2 separate regions of the Mus musculus genome follow, and region 1 is linked to region 2. A link is a contact called in public promoter capture Hi-C data. All regions are on one chromosome and are shown on one strand. Each heading gives the region's core, a stretch centred on a gene start, on an enhancer-like site or on the middle of the called end of the contact. The rest is flanking DNA. Distances are from core to core; before and after follow the strand shown.

Evidence for each region. Promoter capture Hi-C pulls out the DNA fragments that hold promoters and counts their contacts.
Region 1: a promoter capture Hi-C map of liver shows a contact between it and region 2, with 2.9 times the contacts expected there. The contact joins the promoter of Ddx46 here to the promoter of Arl10 in region 2. A contact is called at or near these places in 3 of 39 promoter capture datasets (fetal liver, liver and pre-B cells), 1 of 115 datasets of contacts at active chromatin or transcription factors (pancreatic cancer cells) and 3 of 9 other capture datasets (adipose tissue, liver and macrophages).

What each region holds. Positions count from the first base shown.
Region 1 is chr13:55,633,033-55,638,007 of GRCm38.p6, forward strand. It overlaps Ddx46 (DEAD box helicase 46), which reads left to right and starts at 1,967. Exons shown (of 23, transcript NM_001282055.1): 1 at 1,967-2,163. The coding sequence starts at 2,147.
Region 2 is chr13:54,573,267-54,578,206 of GRCm38.p6, forward strand. Arl10 (ADP-ribosylation factor-like 10) reads left to right here and starts at 1,781. Exons shown (of 4, transcript NM_019968.3): 1 at 1,781-2,011; 2 at 2,484-2,682. The coding sequence starts at 1,829. Gm24195 (predicted gene, 24195) reads left to right here and starts at 4,873; the gene lies at 4,873-4,940.

The sequences.
Region 1 (4,975 bases), core at 717-3,216, 1.1 Mb after region 2:
CAAAAGTCCTCTGCAAGAGCAGACAGCAATTGCTCTTAACTGTGTACCTGCCTCTCCAGCTCTACCAAAAATGTGCTTCTCTAGTCACAGTCATAGTTGGGAATTTTCTCTTGTACATTCTCACAAGTGTGTCTTTGTCTTTTGCCTTGACTTTCTGTGCTGCAACCAAACTCAGGCCTTGTGCACACCAGCTTGGTGGTCTGACATTGAGCTACATGTCTTTTAAGATTGTTCCTATTAGATTTATTCATTTTATCTTGTGTGTTTTGCCTGCCTGTATGTATTTATACCATATGTGTGCTTGGTGCTTAGGGAGGTAAGAAGAGAGCATTGGAGCCCCTGGAATTAGAGTTATGAATGGTTCTGAACCACCGTGTCTGTAATGGGAATCGAACCCAGATCTTCCGCAGGAGCAACAAGGGCTCTTTACCTCTGAGAAATCTTTTTAGCTATGCAGAGTATCTTTTAAAACCAAACTCGAACAGAAATGTTAAATTTGGCTGGGCAGTGGTGGCACACACTTTTAATCCCAGCACTTGGGAGGCAGAGGCAGGTGGATTTTTGAGTTCGAGGCCAACCTGGTCTACAGAGTGAGTTCCAGGATAGCCAGGGCTACAGAGAAACCCTGTCTTGAAAAAAAGAAAAAAAAAAAAAAAAAAAAAGAAACCAAAATTCTGGTCTACAGAGTGAGTTCCAGGACAGCCAGGGCTACACAGAGAAAGCCTGTCTCAATAAACAAAGAAAACAAACAAACAAACAAACAAAAATAGGCCAGGCAGTAGTGACGCATGACTTTAATCCCAGCACTTGGGAGGCAGAGGCAGATGGATTTCTGAGTTCGAGGCCAGCCTGGTCTACAGAGTGAGTTCCAGGACAGCCAGGGCTACACAGAGAAACCCTGTCTCAGAAAACCAACCAACCAACCAACCAACCAGCCAACCAAAAACCAATGACCGCACCTGCCAATGGTGTGATGCATGGCCCCAGGCATCCAGGTGTTCTTCTAGAATGCATTGTCTGTTCCTTTTCTGGTTTTGAGTTTGTTTTAAAATAGTTGCTCAGTGGTTCCCTTTATTAGGCCTAATTGGTTTTCATGAAAACATCCTTTTCCTAGGAAGGCATAGACGCCTCCATTTTTTGCAGTCATGAAGTTAGTCTTTTGCAGTCTTGGAGGACCTCTGTAGGTAGGGAATCTATTTGCTCTTGCTTTGCTTTGTTCTACCAAGGCCAGGTTGTCTTTAATCTGATTGGTCATTTGAGGTGTTTGTAGGCATAGGAAATCCTTTGGGAGGGCTTCTTTGTTCCAGTATAGGGGTAAGTTCGGTAAGTAAAACACTTAAAGGACAGGTCAAAATGTGAATATAAAGATAATAAGCAGAAATGGAGTGATCCAGACAAAGAGCCAGAGCAAGAGGGAGGCCCGTGCTTTTTGTCTGGTGCCTTTGGGCCCCATTTCCTGAGCGGTTGAACGGATCATGTATTCCCCCCTGCCCCGAAAGCTTCCCAGTGTTAAGAACTATTATAATCCTTAGTGCAGTTTATCTCTGTTCTGTAGATTCTAAGTCTTCACATCTCATATTGAAGAGTCTTTCCTCTTCAGTATGATGCTCCTTGTGTCGAAGACACATCACTACTATTAGTTGTCAGGATCTGGCATACACATAAGTGACTCAGTACGGAGCATATAAGGAGACAGGAGCATTAGTTAATGCAGATTAAGGCAAACAGACACACTCCCTGGGAGAGCCGCAGGCTGCATTAGGTTCCTCGGTGGTCTGCAGCGAAGACCCTTTGCAAGGCTGACCTGGCTGATGGCACACTCCATAGCGCCAAAAAGGGCTGCGGGTTGCGCTAGAAAAGTAAGTTGTTGCTGCCGGCGCAGCCCGCGCCGCGCGGCCTCCAGTCGGTTGGTGGCGCTCTGGAGAAGCAGCCGCTTCCTTCCGCCCGCTCCTTCCTTCCGCACCCCGGCACCAGCACATCCTGTTTTCGTTGGCCACGCTCTGATGGCGGTCACTGCTGGAGCTCTGTCCATTTCGTAGGACCGGTCCTCGCTCGGTACCGTGAGAGCTTGCTGCCTCCCTCCTTTGTCCTCTTCATAGGCCTGCGCATCGTCCCCGAGGGCGCAGGCCTTCTGCTGGCCGGCAGCATGGGCCGGGAGTCTCGGTGAGTCCGCGGGCGAGCGGCTTCTTGGGCTCGGAGGGGAGCGAGCGGGTGGAGGGAGCGGCGCTGCGGGTAGAGTGCGGGTGGCCGCGCGTGTGGCTGCTGAGGACCCGGTCACCCGGGCTGTGACGAGGCGCAGCTGGCATGCAGGGCAGCCGATTGCCGTGAGCTTGCGACCACCGGTCGAGCCCTGAGCGGGAACAGTCCCCCTGACCCCACCCCGCCCATCACGGAGCCTCCCGCCTCATCCCCCGGGTCAACCCAGAGCCGGTTCACTCCCGTTCCTCTTCGTCTTCACAACATTGTTTGCCTCCACTCTGGGTTACTTTCGTGCGCACGTGGGCCTCTCTGCCTAAGTCATTTAGAAGGAGCGTATGCAGGCCTTTTTTACGCACCTGCTATATGTGCAGGACCGGCTTTTATTGGGTTACAACAAAAACACCTGTTCCATGGCCATTTATTCCGCGGATACATTTTGTTACTATGTTGCCTGCTTCTTTGTGAAACCTTTCACGCGGGCACCTTACGGTGTCTTCAAAACTTTAGGTTTTAATAACGGATTAGGACCTTGAGGTAGATGATGATGATATTATTACTACTACTACTATTATTATAATCATCATCTTGAAAGATGAGATGACTGGTATGTATGTAGCCAGTCTGAAAGGTACTGTGGTTCACTGTGTAGGGAGAATGAAAACTTGGCGTACTGGGTTAAAACTTAGGTTCAGGGAAACAAGCCAAGTGTGAGTGGAGCAGCTTGAAATTTTTGCAAACCAAAAAAACCTGTAGCATCTTCCGTATAAAGGGTGTATTGCCAGTGACCATGGTTCTTTTTTTGGGGGGGTGGGGGGTCCGAGACAGGGTTTCTCTGTATAGCCCTGGCTGTTCTGGAACTTACTTTGTAGACTAGGCTGGCCTCGAATTCAGAAATCTGCCTGCCTCTGCCTCCTGAGTGCTGGGATTAAAGGCGTGCGCCACCACACCCGGCCTGAATTACCTTTCTTGATCTTGCTGTTATAATTATTATATTTGTATTGCTGGAATCAAAATAACAATAAGACCTTGCCATTTTTTGACTTAGTATCTGTTGGATCCTGTTACTTTCAAGAGGAAATTCAGACTCCCCAGACCTTTCGCAGAAGGTCCTTTTCACCCATTTACCTGCGTACAGTTGACTTCCTGTGGTGCCTGGCTTCCGCTCATCTGGAGCTTTCTAGGTAGATCCTGAGAAGGCTCAGAAAGCGAATGGATTGTTGATTCCTAGTAATGGCAGCCTTCAGTGATGGCGAGGAAGGCTGCTATGAGCTGATGTCAGGGCCTCACACATTCGGAACATGGGCTGGACGACCATGGCCTCTCCCCTCAGCACAGCCTCCCTTTCCTGCTTATTCTGGTCCCATGTGGAGACACCCAGCCCTTCTCTCTTGCCCTCATACTTGGTATTTAATTCATAATTAAGATGAGTCAGTGCTAGTGTTTTGGGCTTCTATGTTTTATCTCCACTGGAGATCTTGGTATTTCTCAGCATCTACTCTCGCTATTCTGACCTAAGCGGGGCTTCTCTGAAGCCGGATGCTTGCTTCAGTCTCATGGTTTCTCTCCTCCTGTTGCCTCCTCCGTTTGATCTGTTCTGTGCTCAGCAACAAGACAATACTTTCGTTTTTATAGATACAAGCTGCGCTTCCAACTGCCAGAGGCACTGCCTCCACCCCTGAGTGCTGGCATTGCATACCTGATTCTTGAGTGATAACTTTAAAAATAGTCATGCTTAAACATCTTCCGGTAACTTTTTCCTTTTTTGTTATTTATTGTAAGAATATTTACTCATGGGGCTGGAGAGGTGGCTCAGTGGTTCAAAGCCCTGGGTTTGCTCCAGAGGATCCAGGTTCAATTCCTAGCATCCACGTGGCTCACAGCTGTCTGTAACTCCAGTTCCACGAGTGCGCGCGCGCGCACACACACACACACACACACACACACATTTGTCCTCAGGTATATACATATACATATACACATAAATTAATTAAAATATTTATTTAGAGATGAGAACATACTGATCTTAGCCTGATTGACATAGTGATCTTTCCTCAGTAGCTTAGACACCTTAATAACACTACAGGGGGCTGCTGCCATATGTGGCCCTATAGCTTTTTATCTTACTCGGAGTAAAAGACAGTCATTGTAAGACCCGGTGAGGTTCTCCATATCTAAGTATTTTGCTATTTCTCTGATCTTGTCTCGTGGTGCTCTCTTGAGTTCTTCTCTCCTTTCCTCCCCCCCTCCCCTCCCCTCCCCTCCCCTCCCCTCCCCTCCCCACTTCTCTCCTCTTCTCTTTCCACTTCTCTCATCTTTTCTTTGAAACAGAGTCTCACTGTGTAGACTAGACTGCTGTGATCTCAGAGATGCGCTTGCTTCTGTCTCCTGAGTGCTGGGATTGAGGCATGGCCCCCACCCCTGGCCCACTGACTAGTTTGTGTAACTGTCTTCTTGCCACTTTTCCTTCATGTGCCGGTCTGGACTCCTTCCCATGAGTTTGCCCATGTGCCTTTCGCCTGGAAGGGCCCCTGCCTGTCTGCATGGCTCCTGCTTATGTTTCCTTCTGTGGTTTCTAAAATGTCACTTCATCTTGGCTGTATCTTTTCTGTGAGTTTTTTTTAAACATAGAAATAGACAGCCGGGCAGTGGTGACGCATGCCTTTAATCCTAGCACTCGGGAGGCAGAGGCAGGTGGATTTCTGAGTTTAAGGCCACTCTGGTCTACAGAGTGAGTTCCAGGACAGTCAGGACTATACAGATGCTAAGTTTGATCTTG
Region 2 (4,940 bases), core at 531-3,030:
GAAAGGGGAAAGGGAAGGGAAGGGAAGGGAAGGGAAAAGGGAAGGGAAGGGAAGGGAAGGGAAGGGAAAACGGAAGGGAAGGGGAAAGAGAACGGAAGGGGAAAGGGAAGGGAAAAGGGAAGGGAAGGGGAAAGGCAAGGGAAAGGGAAGGGGAAAGGGAAGGGGAAGGGGAAAGGGAAGGGAAGGGGAAGGGGAAAGGGAAGGGAAGAAGAAAGGGAAGGTGAAGGGAAGGGGAAAGGGAAGGGATTGGGAAAGGGAAGGGAAAGGGAAGGGAAAGGGAAGGGGAAGGGAAGGGAAGGGGAAGGGGAAGGGGAAAAGGGAAGGGAAAGGGAAGGGAGATCTCTCTCCTGCTCTGCAAATAGTAATTTCTGAATCAATGGTTCTCAACCCACAATCACAAGCTTTTACATTGCAATTCACAACGGTAGCAAAATTAGAGTTACCAAGTAGCAAGCAAAGAAAATCTTATGGTTGGGGTCACCACAACATGAGGAACTATATTAAAGAGTCACCATGAGGTTGAGTGCCACTGAGAGTAAAACCTTTCAGAGTGCTCTATTCTGCTACCTCCAGACTTCTATCAAATAAGCAAAATGAACCTCCCCCAAAGAGGTGTTGCTATTGAGATTTTTTTTTTATAGAGGTATTTTGCCTGCTTGTATATCTGGGCACTGTGGGCATGAGTGTGCATGGTGTTTGCAGAAGCCAGATAAGATCTGCAGTTACAGAAGGTTGGGAGCAGCTGTGTGAGTTCTCGGAGTAGAACTCATCAGGTCCTCTGAAAGAGCAACCAGTGCTCTGAACCAGTGTCATCTCTACAACTCCGATAGAGGTATTTTTTAAAACTAAGAAACAAAGCCGGGCGTGGTGGCACACGTCTTTAATCCCCAGCACTTGGGAGGCAGAGGCAGGCGAATTTCTGAGTTCAAGGCCAGCCTGGTCTACAGAGTGAGTTCCAGGACAGCCAGGGCTACACAAAGAAACCCTGTCTCGAAAAACCAAAAACCAAACCAAAACAAAAAACCCTAAGAAACAAGAAGTCAAGACAGAAGGGGAAGCAGCATAGATATGTAGCCAAAAGTAAGGGGGCCCAAAAAGAACAGAGGTTAGGGCACAGAGAAACTGGCTAAGGAGTGTGTAGTGTGCGTGCTACTTTAAAGAGGCAGGCATAGCTGGACACTGGGACACTCTCTCCCATTATCCCGCAGACGCAGTGAAGGCCAAAGGACTGCTGTAGCTTGGGGCACCATTTTTTTTCCTGTTTCTCTTCTCTCTGATGCAGTACTTGGAAGCCCTGCAGTCTCTGGGAGTGGCTGACAATGTGATTGCTCTGAACTTTCCTTGCCAGACAGACATTCTTCATTGCTGTGCACAGTAAGCCACCAAAGGTTTGGAGAAACTTCTTCCTTCTGCCATCCCACTGGCGTATGATCCCATATAATTAGTTTCGAGATTTCTCTTTTTTGTGGTCCTGAGAAATACCCAGGTGACATAGATTGGGTTTAAATGCCAAACTAGACTATGGTGCGACCTTGAGCAACTTAATACCTGCTAAGTCTCAGTGTTTCCTTCTCTGAAGGGACTCAACAGGTCCGCACAGCCTCACTTCTACCACACTGGTCAGGGAGTGGAAGATCCATCCTGGACCGAACCCCTACTCGGAAAGCCCATCCCACCCTAGTGCCCCTTCCCCACCGCAATACAAGCGCAGCCTTCGCTGGCAGCGAGCAGTGCATTGTGGGGCTTGTAGTGTGGCGGGGTCCGGCGGGTGGGCGCGGCCACAGCTCCATCTTCCACCGCAGGCTGGTCGGTCTTGCTCCCAGGCCAAATGGCGCCGCGGCCGCTGGGCCCCTTGGTGCTGGCTCTGGGTGGCGCCGCAGCCGTGCTGGGCTCTGTGCTCTTTATCCTCTGGAAAGCTTACTTCGGCCGCGGCCGGGAGCGGCGCTGGGACCGGGGCGAGGCCTGGTGGGGCGCGGACACTGCCCGCCTCCCTCAGTGGGACGAGTGGGAGGTGAGTGCGAGCCGCCGAGGTCAGGGAGGCCTACGCATGCTGTGAGCGCGGAGTGCAAGCGCGAGGGCCCGGGCAGGGCATCGGGCTCGGTAGCCCCGTGGGCGCGGTAGGAGCCAGCCAGGCGACAGTGCAGTAAGCGCAGTGGCGCCGCCCCGGGGATCCCTGGTAGAGCCCTCATTCCCGGTGCCGGATAATCGTGAGATCTTGGGATTGTCTTGGGTTTACTGTTCGTGGAAGCCAAGGATTTATGATGAGAAAGATTGTGCGCGAAATCATGAGGAGTCAAAAAGAAAAGTGAGACTTTTAGTTTAGGACTCAAAAAGCAGCTCCTGCCCTGCAATGTCAGACCACAGGTGCCTGCCCCGGGACGCGTGGATGGCGTGCAGGGGCACCGTGGTGCACTTCGTTGTCCCTAGGGAAGGGAGGGTCAAGAAGGAGGTTGGGGATTGCAGCCTTCGTCTCTGTCCCACAGCCCGAGGACGAGGAAGATGAGCCGGCCTTGGAAGAGCTGGAGCAGCGGGAAGTGTTGGTGCTGGGCTTGGATGGCTCAGGGAAAAGCACGTTCTTGCGCATGCTGGCCGGGAAGCCACCGGTGGAAGGCCACGTCCCTACCTGGGGCTTCAACTCTGTTCGGCTGCCTACCAAGAATTTCGAGGTGGACCTGTTAGAGAGTGAGCAAGAGACACACTCCCCCTTCTCCCTGTCCTCACTGATGCCCCAGGGCCTAGATTATTTGGAGATTATCATACAATGCATTTCTAATCAGGACATTTCCCCTTTATGAAACCCTTCCTGCTTCTCTTCAGGGCACAAGATACAGAACATTCTAACACTTAGGATTTTTCCTTATCCTGTGTATCCAAATGGTCCACCTACCTTTCACCACACATGCCTTACACTGGCAGACTAACAGCTAAGGGTTCATATGCCAGGTATTTGACAAACACTGCTTATAAAATACCCCACACAACTCCACAAAACTGCCATCAGTTAACCTGCCTGTTAGATACATGTACAAACAGGTTTCTGACAAGCTAGATCACGAAAGGTTTCCCCCAGTGTTCCAGTGTTCTGGCTGCCTGAAGAGGGCATCGGATCCCCCTATAGATGGTTGTGAGCCACCATGTGGTTGCTGGGGTTTGAACTCAGGACCTCTGGAAGAGCAGCCAGTGCCCGTAATGGCTTAGCCATCTCTCCAGCCCGGTGTTCTCATGCAGCAGGTCCTCCTGGCCCTCACGAAGGGGACTTGTTTCTTACCTGTTCTTTGCATGCATCTCTCTGCTTGGAACACTTGACAAACTACTACCACTCATTCTGAGCTATAGTGTCTTTTCTTCCATTAGTCGGGGTTTTGTCATTTGTTTGAGATGGTTTCATGGCATTGAGGCTGGTCTTGAACACTCGAACCTTCCTTCTCCACCATCTGAGTGCTAGGGTTACAGGTACACACGGCCACAACCAAGCCTCAAGTGTGATTTGTGAATGACATCTTTTGAAGCTTACCTTTGAAGTCTGGCCTCTGCCTGACTCTGGTCCCCTCCTGCTGCAGGATTTGTCACTCACCCTCTGTCCCTGATGAGGCCAGGAACACTGTGGTCACAGAGTGTATGATCCATTTCTGGCCCAAAGGCTCAGCCCTCTAATAGGTACCCGAGGGGGCTTATTGAGTGAGTGGTCTGAGAGGCGACTGAGGAGCCCTACCTGTAGATGTAGGAGTCTTGGGATTTTGGACTTCTCCACCTGGGTCTAGCCTCAGTCTCTGAGGAGTTAGGAGGGACTTCGAGGCACAGGACTAAAACTGTGAAGCCTGGGTGTGCTTATTTAAGCACTAGGGATAGAGTTGAGCTTTGAGAGCCGAACTCTTAGCCTGAGTGGGTCTCGTTCTTAAGCATTTGTGGTCTGGTCATGCCTGGCCATACCTTTTCTCCCAGGTCGTAGCAAACATTGATCTTTACTTAGGACCACCCATCAAGCTTTCTCTGTCTCTTCTTGAGCCAAAGGACAGGAATTCAGTGAGTGCCTGACAGAAGGAGCGTTCACTTTCCCACCCAAGTGAGGTGTTCTCACAAACCCATGTTCTGACGGACATCAGGATTCAGACCCAAATGGCTGTCAGGCCTGTTGGTTCACACCTGTAATCCCAGCCCTCCGGAGGCGGTGGCAGGAAAGCTGTCAATCAAGTCCTAGAGCTTTTTTCCCCCACAACAGTCCCTTCACGTGGTCTCGGCATCGTGGCTTGGGGATCAGCTGAGAATGCACACTGTGGCAGAACTGGCAAGGGAGCACATTTATTACTGGCAACACCTTCCTTAGTGCACCACCTAGGAAATCGAATGTATCGGTTCTGTCCGCGGTACACTTGCATAGCCTGGCCTACTCCGAGGGCTGCTGTCTGCTTCAAGCCCCTTTCGTCTCTCCCATTTAGAACTACAGTTGCTCCCTTGCAGATCGTCCCATGGAGTCAGCGACTGGTATCTTTCAGAAACATGGTCTGGACCCTTTTCTCCTCTCTCTCTCTCTCTCTCTCTCTCTCTCTCTCTCTCTCTCTCTGGAGGCCCCTTGCTTGTCACGTTTTCCCTTCCGCGCATGCGTGGAGCTTGTTCTTTGTGCTGCCCGAGATGCTTGCTTTTGCTTCTTCCTGTGGCTAGCTCCTCATCCTCCTCTCCGCTCACACCCAGCCTCCTTGAGGAGACATTTCCAGATCGCCCAACCCAAGACCAGCAGCACACTCCGGCCACTTCCCCTTGTTTTCCCTTGGTTTTGATTCCGTGCTTTCTAGAATATGTCTTATCTGGTTGCCTGGTCCATTCTGGCTAGGGAGGGAGTTCCTAGAGAGCCGGGACTCCAGCCTGATACCCAGCACCCAGGTGAGTGCTTGGCACCTGGTAAGCACTCAGTAAGTATTTGATGAGTGCCTACTGTGTGCCAA